3 separate regions of the Mus musculus genome follow, and all the other regions are linked to region 3. Evidence: chromatin contacts called from public HiChIP or PLAC-seq and promoter capture Hi-C data. All regions are on one chromosome and are shown on one strand. The core of a region is the stretch at or near the end of the contact, and the rest is flanking DNA. Distances in the headings are between cores, read along the strand shown.

Region 1 (4,006 bases), core at 652-3,151, 1.6 Mb after region 3:
AGCCCTAAAGTTAAAAGAGTAAGTGTTTACTCCTGCTTTAGCATCCTGAGTGCCGGGTGTGCACACTTTTGCCACCATGCTCAGCTGGAACACTGGGGTTTGCAAAGACCAAACTCTTTCCCAAAGACCAAACTCTTTCTCAGTTCCAGTACTTTCCTCACAAGCCTCTCTCATACTCTGAATATTGCACATGGAGTCTTTTTTAAAAAGATGTATTATTTATTTTTGTAATAACTATGTGTTGATGTCTGAGTATATATATATATACCACTTGAGTTGCAGGGACACTTGGAAGCTAGAAGCAGGTGTTGAATCTCCTGGAATGGAATTTTGGCTTCTCAGCAGTTAGTGCTCTTCATTGCTGAACCATCTTTCTAGATCTAAGAAATAATTTCTAGGAGTTGAGAAGCATGCACAATAATTCCCAGCAGCACATAAAAACAAAACAAAACAAAAACAAAAAACAAAAAACAAGCCGTGGGTATGAAAGTACACATCTGTAGTCTCAGCACTCGGGAGGTGAAGGTGGAAATATCAGACGTTCAAGATCAACCCTTGACTACATGGTTTGAGCCCCCACCCCAACCTCCACTACACCTCGTACCACCATCACCAATCAAAACCAGCATAGAAAAGTGCATTAAAGCTTCTGCTAAGGAAGTAGCCAAGGGTCATAGCTCCTCCTCTCCTTCCTAGAAGTGCATTGCATGAGTTCACTCCCTTAATCTAACAACAGGCCTCGGAAGTGGGAGGTATAACCCTCATTATGTTGATGAAAACGTGAGCCGCAGCAAGGATAACTTTCCCAAGGTCACAAAACCACATGACGCCAGAAAAATAGGGTTTAGCATCTATTTCTTGTTTTGCGTGTGTGTGTATATAGGTGCAGTTGCCATAGTGCTCTTGTGGAGGTTGCAGGACAATGTTGTGGACTCAGTTCTCTTCTAGCACATTCATGGGAGTCCCCAGAGTCGGGTTCAGGTTTAGACAATGAGCACCTTTCACCTGCTGAGCTCTCATGACCACTTTTTTTTCTAACAAGAAAAACACCCTCATGTTTCTAATTACCAGGAGGGCAGAATGGCTAATACTTTTTCTAATTTCATCAGAGATGATGTCCCCCTGCCTTCCCTGCCCCTCATGATTGAACTGTTGTGATAAGAGTGCATAAATCAACATAGGGAAGACCCCCTTCACCTCCCGGCTGTCATTCTTGGTTTGGCCTAAAATCAGACAAAATTAGGAGGTGTCACCAGGCAGACATGCCTCTCTTGTGCTGTCTTTTCTCTTTTCTTTCTTTTTCTTTTCTTTTTTTTAAAACTACATTATTAGATTTTATATGAATAGCATCTCTAAGCACAGATTTACATACAGCACATCAACGTGTGAGGTGTAAAGTCTGAAGTCTTTCTATTCCTGGATCCCCCTCACTCAAATTTCTCACTTGCATTCCACAGTTTTGGATGACAAAATTATTCCCACCATCCAGCCCCCTCACCTTGGAGCTATGAACGACTTTGGAGTAAGGCGCACCTCTTGGCTTGTCCACTACAACCCCTAATAGAATAGGAAGGGCAGTCCAAAAAGTGCCAGAGGCTCTTTGAGTGTGTCTGTCAGTATCTGCCTGCCCATCTACTCCATTTGCCTGCATTTTTATACAAAACCTAGTGTTGGGCCATCTGAAGAATCCATATTGGTAGCGATTGCACGCCCCCATCTCGGAGCTTCTGAATATTCATGTGGGAAGCAGAAGGGCCAGTATCAAAGAAGGGAGGAACGGCAATTCATAAATATTAATAAAGGTAGGTCCACGTGCTCTAAGGAAGCTATGAGTGTTCACGACAGGATGACGTTCAGGCCCTGGGCGCGCCCGTTAGGCGGGTTCCCGAGTGCGGGCGCGCCTCCGGGAGCCCGGGCACGAGCGCGGGGACCAGGCGCAGCCGGAGCAGCGGGGGAGCGCTCGCTGGCTGGCTTGCCCGCTGACGTTGTGCTGCACCGGGCCACCTCTAGTCGGTGGTTGGGGATGTCTGGCTGAGCCCTGGGATCCGATTCCTTCCTCCAGGACCCGCTCAGGTGCGGTGGTGGGAAAGGCGATCTTAGTCTGGACTAGCCCCAGTCCTGGGGGCGGGTGTGTGTGTGTGTGGGGGGGGGGGGGGTCGAATTCGGGTGGTGAAGAAGACCAGAGGATTGGAGATTCTCTCATAGGATTCCTCGGGTATGCGCTACTCTCATCTCCTCTGGGTCTTTTCCTCAGAAGTAAAAAGAAGGGTTCGTGGGCCGTCGTCCTGGTCTTTCCCAGTCTTGCGGGAGCTCAAGCTCAAGGGCCCCGGAGTGGGTACTGGTAGCATCATCTCAGAGCATCGTGTGTGTGTGTGTGTGTGTGTGTGTGTGTGTGTGTGTGTGTGTGTGTGTGTGTTCATGTGCAACACAGTGCCGGGAAACCCTATCTGATGGTGCTGGAGCAATGTGGACTCCATATGTCATTCCAGGACCGTTATGTGTTCCGCTTATCTTAGGCGTCTCAAAATCATCTTTGTCCCTACGAATCTGATCCTGCAATCTACTTGTGCCCCTCCGCGGCGTGTGGAGCCTTCCTCAGACGGGGCATTCTCGCAGTGTCAGACCCTCTGGCTGCAGTCCTCTGGGAGCGATTGTTTTACTACACAGAGCAGGTTGGAGAAAGGACGAGTGTGACGAAAAGGAGTGTGCAGAGCCCGCCCTCATCCTTGGGGCCCAGGGTGCTGCAGAGCGGAGGTTCAGCTGAAGGGGTGTTATACAATCCGTTCTTCTTGCCCTCTTGTCTTTCCCTTTGCATCTTGTCTCCAAGTACGACTCACCCATCCCGGTGACCAGGTCTTATTTGGCAAAGGGAAGACAGTGGAGTATGAGCAGGGGCTGCGTGGGATGAGCCGTGCATCCTCAGAGTGCCAGCCATTGTGCTGCCTAGAAGAGCCTTTCTTTACTCCGACAGAAGAGGGAGAGGAGGTCTGAAATGGAGGTGAATGGAACAGAAGGGGGGGGGAGGGTACCGAGTCCGGTGAAGGGGTTGCTGAGCCATGTGCAAATGAGTATTTATTCTTTCTGGCAAAATGGACAGCTTATACTAGCCAGGTTTTGCAGAAGAGCAGTGGGAGTCTGGAAGTGGATAACAGAGGGCATTTTAAGGATCTATATGGGAATGGGAGGGGAAGCACAGAGTCAACTGGTCTACAGAACAAGTGATGGAAAGACCAGGGAGATGGGATGGCATGTGTGGAGGTGCAAAGAGGCCCAGCAGGGGAGGCACGATGAAATCTCCCTCTCATCCACCATGCATTCAGCTCAGTGAAGCAGACTGGGGACTTGTACTGCAGACCCAAGCTGCAGCTTCTGTACTGTTAGGCTGCAGGGAGAGGCTTTTTCCCATGTTTCCTTCCGAGTGTCTGTTGAGGACTGTGCGTTCCTCTTCTAAATTACACCACATATTTGGAGTCCTAATAAGTGGAATAGATTGTATGGAACACTTACACTATAGTCCTGGATTGTGTTCAATAATAAAAAGACGAGTTTCCCATGATCCCTCTCTGCCATTTTCACATATTTATTTATTTTGGAATCACAAAGAAGATGGCTATTCCTTTTATTAACATTAACTTGTGTGTGTGTGTGTGTGGCAGGAGGGTGGGAGGTGTGAAGACAGAACCCTAGATGTCACATATGCGCGGCAAACGCTCTGTGGCTTAGTTGCTCCTGTAGCCTTAACGTTAGCTTTTAAGGGAGGAGGACTTGGAGAGAAGCTAAGGCTGAGGAGCCAGCAAACTTGCCAGGATGGAAGGATGCAGGGTTACTTCAGACGTTTCAGATGAGAAGTGAAAGCAGTCTACCTAGAGGAATAGAAAAGAAGATGGACTAGAGAAAGAAGGTAGGGGGGCCAAATGAATGGGATATGCCAGCACTCCAAGCCTGGGAACCCCTTCTTGAGGTTTGACTCTCATTTACTCTGCCACAGCCCCAGATACAAATGCTC
Region 2 (4,206 bases), core at 1,035-3,534, 1.5 Mb after region 3:
CCGTTTCCAGCACCCACATGGTAGCTCACAATCATTTGTAATTTCCAGTTCTGGGGGAATCCCACACTTCTGGCCCTCTGTGGGCAAACACTCATCCATATTTTAAAAATGCATAAATCTTAAGAAAAAAAGCTTCAAAAAGTTAGATGTAACACACCCCAAACTATTCTTCCTTTCTTCATCAAGGAAAATGAAATGGCCTCTGCTATGTTCTCAGACGCATTGAGACAAATGTGAAGCATTGCCATTAATGCTCCAAGAAAGTCTTGGAAACTTGGAAACCTTGTGCTTGCAAGTTATCTAATAACTGACCATGCTTTGAAAGACAATAGCAAGTCTACAATACATCACATATACACATGATCTAGTAATACAACAGCATTACTTTACACTTATTAATCTCATGCATATATGCCTGAGCCAACTACTGAACACATCTTTAAGGTAAGAACCATTAATTCTATCATCAGATGAAGAAACAAAGGCACATAAAGCTTGCTCAAGAACACAAATACAGCCAGGCGTGGTGGCACATGCCTTTAATCCCAGCACTCGGGAGACAGAGGCAGGCGGATTTCTGAGTTCGAGGCCAGCCTGGTCTACAAAGTGAGCTCCAGGACAGCCAGGGCTATACAGAGAAACCCTGTCTCAAAAAACCAAAAAAAAAAAAAAAAGAACACAAATACAACCAGGATCAGCTGAGTGTGGAGATCTGAAATTAGGCAGGATGCCGCCAGGGTCTTTTCATTATCTCATTTAAAATTCTAAGACACATGATTTGTTAGGAAAACAATTCTTTTATAAAAGAAAATTTTATAAAAGTAAAATTAAAAAAAAAAAAGAAAGAAAAGAAATTGGACCGTCAAGCACAGGCTTGTCATACCTACCTGGGAGGCTACAGTGTACAAGTTCAAGGCCAACCTAGGCAATTTAACAAGATTTTGATCTGAACAAAAACAAATGTAAGAAGAAATTTGGTGTTTTACAGGCCTAGAAATGTAGCTCATGGCAGAGCATAAGCCCAGCATGAGTGATGCACTAGGTTCAATGTCTACCATCACAAAAGAGGAGGAACAGGTGTGGATGTGCTTCACTCACTCAGAGCCTTGATGTACAAATGCGAATATCCATGCTCTTTGCCACTTGAAATAAAGGACTTTTTTTAAAGTGTGTACTCAGACAACAGGTGGAAAACTAAAGCAAACAAACAGGTAATATTTAAATTAGGAAGACCATGGTAATGGCCAGGCAGGTTAAGCCTCTTGCTGTCAGGCCTAATGATCCCTCCAAACCTTCAACAGAACCAGCTCCTGCAAGTTGTCTTCTGACCTCCACAGGTGCACGCACCATAGCACGACAGACAGACAGACAGACAGACAGACACACACTGCAATAAAAAATTAAAATGAGGACTCAAACTTACTCTCCATAGGCACCTTCTCCCAAAGTTTGCACCAAATCCCAGTCTTCCACAAAAGGCACTGCCATGACTCCAAGCACAGCGACTGTAAAATGCAGGATCCCAGAAAATACTGGGGATGAGTGTAAACTCTCATCACCTGTAATGCCACTGAGCCATGTCTCCTGCTATGATTCCGCACGACTTTCTTTTCATCTTACATCTGAACCATATTTACCCACGTCATAATACTGAACTTGAACATTTTGTCCTGTTTATCACAAATCCTGTTTCCACGTTTGTCCTCCGTCCGCCTTTATGCAAAACTGAGCACTTGCTTGGCTCCAGGGTTGCAAGACAAGAGCTTTCGGGTGAATGATCCGGAAAGGGAGTTGCGGGCAGGTCAGGGTGCGGGGGTGGGGAGCAGCTGGGTGTAACTACGGTAATTACTGCCAGAGCAGCCCCTCCTCCCACCCGCTCACTTCCAATTCCCACCCCAACGGCACGTGTCCCCAGCACCGGGAGGGAACAGGGCGGGGCCAAGCCGCGGAGAGAAGCGGGAGGCAGGGACCCCTAGAGCCGGGAAAGCATGCGAACCCCGGAGCCTTACAATCGCTCTGGTCCCTTTATGCTGGAGAGCCACGGGCCACCCGCTCCAGCCCGGGCTCCGGGCGGCCCTCCCACCTCTCTGCTAGTCTGGACCACTCCCTCCCCGCGCCCGTCCACACTAAACAAGCCCTCTGGGTCCTTTGCTGGAGTTCTTTCCCACTGTTCAGGACGCCCTTCTCACCAAGCAGTCCTTTGCCAGCTGCCACAGGAATCCAAATGCACAGCTTTTCCCGCCAAAACCTGCTTGCGTCATGCTGTCGCAAAAGCGCACACCTCTGCCGTAAAGCGGGCCGGCGCGCGTTGTCCTATCCCAGGCTCTGCAGAGGAGCGACTTCAGTAGACCGACCGCGCAAGGACCCTTCCTTCTAATACTGGCTGAAATTCTGATGTGGCCGTAGTTAAGACACAAGCTGACCAGATTTGGTATTGACGACTGCTTTGGTGAGAACTGATCTCTGAGTCCGAATGAAATGGAAATGGCACGGGGCGTGTGCCACGCCTTACGTTGCTCCACAGAGGCACCGAAGCCTCCATCCAGACTGCGCCACCAGTTGGGCCAAGAACCCAGGTTCCCTGCCACTCAGAGCCTGCAAAGGCTGCACCGTTAAGTACGTAAACCGACCTGCTCTTGACCTCGGAGCCCCAGGGAGGAAGGCTCAAACTAAGCGACACAGAGTGCTCTGTAAACTCAATTGTGCCCCCCTTAGTATTCGAATTGAGAAGCTAGCAACTGCTGCTGGAATTCTGAAAAAAAAAAAAAAAAAAAACGAAGGAAAGCAAGTGTGGTGGTGCATGCTTGTAGACCTAGAACTTGGGAAGCGTAAGCAAGAAGATCTTGAGTTCAAGGCAATCCGAGTTATACAGGGTTAGTCTTACCAAAAAAAAAAAAAAAAAAACGAAGGGGAAAAAAAACCACATCGCCGCGGATGTGTGAGGGGAAAGTGCAGTGAGAGTCACCAATATTGCCTGAACAGGAGGCTCCAGAACCAGTTAAATCTTTTTTTTTTTTTTGGGGGGGGGGGGACACACGACTATTTGCCTGTACTAGCTTTCTTAAACAAGCACGGTGGCCCACCACACTATAGAGATAAAGCAGGAGATACCCAACCAAGATGCTCGCTTTCAAGAAAAAACAAACAGCAAAGTAGACTTAATGGTGACTCATCTATAACCTCAGTCTAGGGAGGTTGAGCCAGGGAAAGTGATTCAGGTTGGTCAGCCTGAGCCAAGGGTGTGTGAGTGTGTGTGATCTTATCTAAAAAAAAAAAAGGAGGTGGGTTGGGGAGCACAATCAATATTCCTTAACTAGGCTAGACTTATGGCATAATGGTAGAATGCCTGCCAAGCATACAAAAGTCTCATAATAGAGAAATGTCAATTCTAAGAAAAGGGACTTGGATACAAAAAATAAGGAAACAATGAAACCATGTGCTGGCTAGTCAAGTGCATTGCCTCTGAGCTACATCTCCAACTCCATGAAATCTAACCTGGAAATGTTTAAACTTAAACCATGTTATCAGTTTAGGGTTCGTGTAATTAAAAACAAGCTATTAGATTATTTCCATTTCTTTGTGATTTCCTGTGTATATTCTGAAATCTACAAGAGGTTGATTTAGTCTTTTTTTTTTTTTTTTTTTTTTGGTTTTTTGAGACAGGGTTTCTCTGTGTAGCCCTGGCTGTCCTGGAACTCACTCTGTAGACCGGCTGGCCTCGAACTCAGAAATTCACCTGCCTCTGCCTCCCAAGTGCTCTTAAATGGAATCTAGGTTCCTCTAGTCTTAAATGGAATCAATGTCTTATTTCCTGGAAAAGACACAGTATCAGAGTTCTGACTTGGAGAAGAGTGTGTATATGTGTGTGTGTGTGTGTGTGTGTGTGTGTGTGTGTTTATGTGTTTGTGTGTACACCTATACCAACAACAGGGAGGTGAATGTAGGAAGACCAGTTCAGGTTCACATTGGTTATATAGAAAGCTCAAAGATAACCTGGAATAAATTAAATACTGTCTCAAAACACCTAATGTGTCTGAATCGATTAAAAGAAAACTGTTCAGACACAGAGGAGTAACTGAAAGTGAAGAGAGGTGGGGAGTAGGAGGACTCATGATAAAACTCCCTAAAATTAGTTAGGAAGGAATAGTAGTGAAACGAGGCATAACACTTGCCTGTAATCACAGCACTTCGGAGGGAGATGGAGAA
Region 3 (3,935 bases), core at 19-2,518:
CTGACCTCACCGTGTGGTCCTGCTCCACCACCAGCACCCGAATGGCACCTCTTCTACTCTCCAGCTTCTTCAGCCAAAAGGCCACAGACAGACCAAGAATCCCACCTCCTATGATGACCACATCCGCCTGTTCTGGGGGCAGGTGGCTGGTGTCATACAGCACTTCATATTTCTTTCCAGGCAGGATGGAATCAACCTTCTTCTTAAAGTCAGACACCTTTGCATCCCAGTCTGCAGGACATAGTTACAGTTAGATGACTTATGTTCTTTTCTGCGTGGTTGGGGGTTGGAGGATGGGTACAGGAAAAGGGGGGCTGAAATAGGCATTTGGATTGCCACACCTCCAATGTCATCCTTTCTCATAAGATCAACTCATATGCAGCAGTATTGTTAGAACTTTGTTGTTTGGTCTTTGTCCCACCAGGCCCCAATATCATGGATCTCTAACACTGGAAGATTCAACTTCCTGAAATTACTTTCTGTTTCCCCATCAAGCGAGATGTGACTCACATTATTTAGCTCTTGCAGATCTCTCTCCCTCCTGAACCCCATTCTCAGATATGCCAGGCCCAGGGAACGAGTCCCTAGTATACTTCATACTGCACAGCCTTCTAAAGCCGGGCACCTTTGTAATGGTTTCTTATCCTTATCCATCATCGCCAGCAAGCTTCCATTTATATGGCATTGTCCACTGGGAAGTGCCTCCTTGAGAGCCATACACTTGCCTCGGCTCTTTGACCTTTAGTAGGCAAGCCTACCCCTTCCCCCAGCTAACTCGCTGTCCCGCCCGCACGAGGCAGGGGGTCGAACCTTGAAGGTCACATCTATGGAGGGTTTGGGCTCCCCAGAACCACTGCTGCCCTCAGCTTTACCCAGAGTAAAGCCTCCTTTGCGTGTGCGTAGCCCCCGGTATGGGAGGCCCGGGCCCAAGCCAAGACGCAGCGCTCTGCGAAACATGGCCTTAGAGCCCGGCTTCTTTCAGCTTGAGGTGGGTTCCCCTCAAGCCGACTCTGTCCTTCCTGTCATCGGTCCGCGCCACGGGGAATAGACACGAACGCGCCGATTAGCCGGCAGTGCTCTTCAGGCTCCACCCCTCCACGCTATAGGGGAGCTATCGCCTCTGGAGTCCCGCCCCTGTGTGCTATTGGTCAGGCTTGAGTCTACGTCATCTCGCGCGCCCTGAGCGGGAAAGGGGCGGGACCACGGAGGCTCGTAGCGGAAGTGCGGCTGAACCGGTTTCCGGGGGCTGCTGGTGTGACGTGTCCCGCGCTTGGCGCAGCAGGAAGCGGCGGCGGCGGACGCGGCCCGAGTTCCCGGCCCCGGTCTCGGCCTCAAGTCTTCTCCCGCTTCCGTCATGCTTGACTTCTTCACCATCTTCTCGAAGGGCGGGCTTGTGCTCTGGTGTTTCCAGGGCGTGAGCGACTCGTGCACCGGGCCCGTCAACGCGTTGATTCGTTCCGTACTGCTGCAGGTACCACCCCCGCGGGGCAGAACTCCGGGCTGTCGTCCCTCAGACCCAGACTGTGGTCCCCTTTCCAGTAGTCACTCCGCACTTTCCGTTCTGATCTCCTCAAACTGGTCGGTTACCGGCCACCCAGGATCGACTTCCTTGCCTGGATCACAGTATCCCGAAACTTTGCGACGCCCCCCACTCCTCCCGTTTCCGGGGCTCTAGCCACGTTCTGGCGTCCTAATGGACTCGAACTCCCTCTCCACTCATCCGAGCAGCGTGGTTTTCTGCTGTTTTGACGTTGGGTGAAACTGTGGATGCGAGAACACCTTTCAGGAACAGTAGATGGTTCACAGCTGCTAGAAGATCTGATTGTTTATATATGACTGTTTACTTCCTGGCTCCCACGTGTCCTGTCTCCTGTCCCAGCTTTACCCCTTGTCCTTACCTGGTGTCTGTCTGTCTGTCTTTTTTTCTCACGGGGTGCTAGAAATGTCCCAGAACTCCCTTGTTGAGGGCAGGATTATATCTGGTTATTTCCCAAACGTAGTCCAAAGTCTGGTTTTGCTGTGGATGTAGCCTGACTGCTGAAACGCTCTTTTTCCAGGAACGGGGCGGTAACAACTCTTTCACTCATGAGGCTCTCACACTCAAGTATAAACTGGACAACCAGTTTGAGCTGGTGTTTGTGGTAAGTGGGGGTATGTTAGAAAGACAAGTTATGTTCTCAACAGCATCCCCACTGATGAACCTAATTAATTGTGGGTATTGTGTATGTGATAAAGTGATAGAAAAAAGTTAGGAATGTGGAGGGGAGAAAGCAAGCGACTTCTGGGTAAGATTGTAAGCTTGGCTCTCCCGGGGCAGGAAACCTATCTCTGGAGGCTTGGGTTGAGTTGGCTTCCTTCCATTCTGGGCTGGCATGTAAGGAGATCTATTGGCTCCGTCTCCTTCCATAAACAGGTTGGCTTTCAGAAGATCCTCACGCTGACCTATGTAGACAAGTTGATAGATGATGTGCACCGACTGTTCCGGGATAAGTATCGCACAGAGATCCAACAACAGAGTGCTTTAAGTCTATTGAATGGCACATTTGATTTCCAAAATGACTTCCTGCGGCTCCTTCGGTGAGAGGCTTTCCTCCGTTCAAAGGGAAAATTTTCATGATTTAAGAGTGCCTGCCTGTCGGTGGCGCATCAATATTTACATGGGTTCAAACCAGTCACATTTTGTAGCTTGTTTCTTATAGTCCTTTTGATATGTGGGATCTTTTTCTTAAGTCAGAGTTGTCCTCTTGTATGGGTAGAAAGACCAACTAGTCTCTTTTCTCTTTAGTGAAGCAGAGGAGAGCAGTAAGATCCGTGCTCCCACTACCATGAAGAAATTTGAAGATTCTGAAAAAGCTAAGAAACCTGTGAGGTCCATGATTGAAACACGGGGGGAAAAGACCAAGGAAAAAGCAAAAAACAACAAAAAAAGGGGGGCCAAAAAGGAAGGTGTGTTTGAGTTTCCTGACCCTGCTAGGGCATACAAGATGTTAGCATAGTATTATAAAACTCTGTGGTACTCTTTGACATTGCTAGCCTCCTTTAACTTAATGCTCACCACCCTATCACTCCCTTGAGGCATTGTAGTCTCCAAGGTGTTTGGTCCAAGTTGCTCTTTAGGATTTGGAAGAACTGTAGTTATTACCTGGGTGGTTGGGATTTATGTTTCTTTTCCTCCAGTGAGGTTTCTTTTAACAGGTTCTGATGGCACTTTGGCTACTAGCAAAACAGCCCCTGCAGAAAAGTCAGGTCTCTCAGCGGGACCTGAGAATGGAGAACTTTCCAAAGAGGAGCTGATCCGTAGGAAGAGAGAGGAGTTCATTCAGAAGCATGGCAAGGGTCTGGACAAATCCAGGTCAGCACTGTTACCCTGTCTCTGGTGACTGTTACCCAGCTGTGCTGGGGCCAGGGGACTCTCCTCTCATGTTCCTTCCTATGTCATCCTTTGCAGTAAATCTACAAAGTCAGATACTCCAAAGGAGAAGGGCAAAAAAGCACCCCGGGTGTGGGAACTAGGTGGCTGTGCTAACAAGGAAGTCTTGGATTACAGTACTCCCACCACCAATGGAACTCCAGAGGCAGCCCTTTCTGAAGATATCAACTTGGTAAGATGCATAAAGGTCAGAGTGAAGATCACCATTGGCCAGAAATTGGGAAGGAAACATCTGGAGGGTATATCTGGATTTGAGAGAGGAATGAACTATATGTGGGTTTTTCTAAGGTCTCAAATAATGTTGCCAGGGTATATCCTGGGCTCTTCCCCTCAGCTGTTAGTGTTCTTGATCACACCTCTTTTCTTTGCCTGTGTTCTCTAGATTCGAGGAACTGGGCCTGGGGGACAGCTTCAAGATCTGGATTGCAGCAGCTCAGATGATGAAGGGGCCACTCAAAATACCAAGCCTAGGTAGAAGGATTTCAGGTGGGAGGTGGTGTGGATG

Evidence for each region. Promoter capture Hi-C pulls out the DNA fragments that hold promoters and counts their contacts. HiChIP or PLAC-seq counts read pairs in DNA pulled down with a chosen protein or histone mark.
Region 1: a contact with region 3 is called in an H3K4me3 HiChIP or PLAC-seq map of embryonic forebrain, with 3 times the contacts expected there. The contact joins the promoter of Fez1 here to the promoter of Srpr in region 3. A contact is called at or near these places in 4 of 39 promoter capture datasets (cranial neural crest, hippocampal neurons, liver and 1 more) and 2 of 115 datasets of contacts at active chromatin or transcription factors (astrocytes and embryonic forebrain).
Region 2: a contact with region 3 is called in a promoter capture Hi-C map of pre-B cells. The contact joins the promoter of Chek1 here to the promoter of Srpr in region 3. A contact is called at or near these places in 14 of 39 promoter capture datasets (the 3T3-L1 cell line, the C10 cell line, the HPC-7 cell line and 10 more), 1 of 484 Hi-C or Micro-C datasets (CD8 T cells), 14 of 115 datasets of contacts at active chromatin or transcription factors (acute myeloid leukemia, astrocytes, differentiating embryonic stem cells and 6 more) and 3 of 9 other capture datasets (adipose tissue, liver and macrophages).

Annotation. Positions count from the first base shown.
Region 1 is chr9:36,830,839-36,834,844 of GRCm38.p6, forward strand. Fez1 (fasciculation and elongation protein zeta 1 (zygin I)) reads left to right here and starts at 1,902. Exons shown (of 10, transcript NM_183171.5): 1 at 1,902-2,073. It also overlaps the pseudogene Gm27219.
Region 2 is chr9:36,724,374-36,728,579 of GRCm38.p6, forward strand. Chek1 (checkpoint kinase 1) reads right to left here and starts at 2,285. Exons shown (of 13, transcript NM_007691.5): 1 at 2,190-2,285; 2 at 1,424-1,505. The coding sequence starts at 1,488.
Region 3 is chr9:35,209,935-35,213,869 of GRCm38.p6, forward strand. It overlaps Srpr (signal recognition particle receptor ('docking protein')), which reads left to right and starts at 1,269. Exons shown (of 14, transcript NM_026130.1): 1 at 1,269-1,471; 2 at 2,058-2,141; 3 at 2,414-2,577; 4 at 2,786-2,946; 5 at 3,196-3,352; 6 at 3,449-3,602; 7 at 3,813-3,901. The coding sequence starts at 1,355. Foxred1 (FAD-dependent oxidoreductase domain containing 1) reads right to left here and starts at 1,121. Exons shown (of 11, transcript NM_001291448.1): 1 at 873-1,121; 2 at 11-231. The coding sequence starts at 957.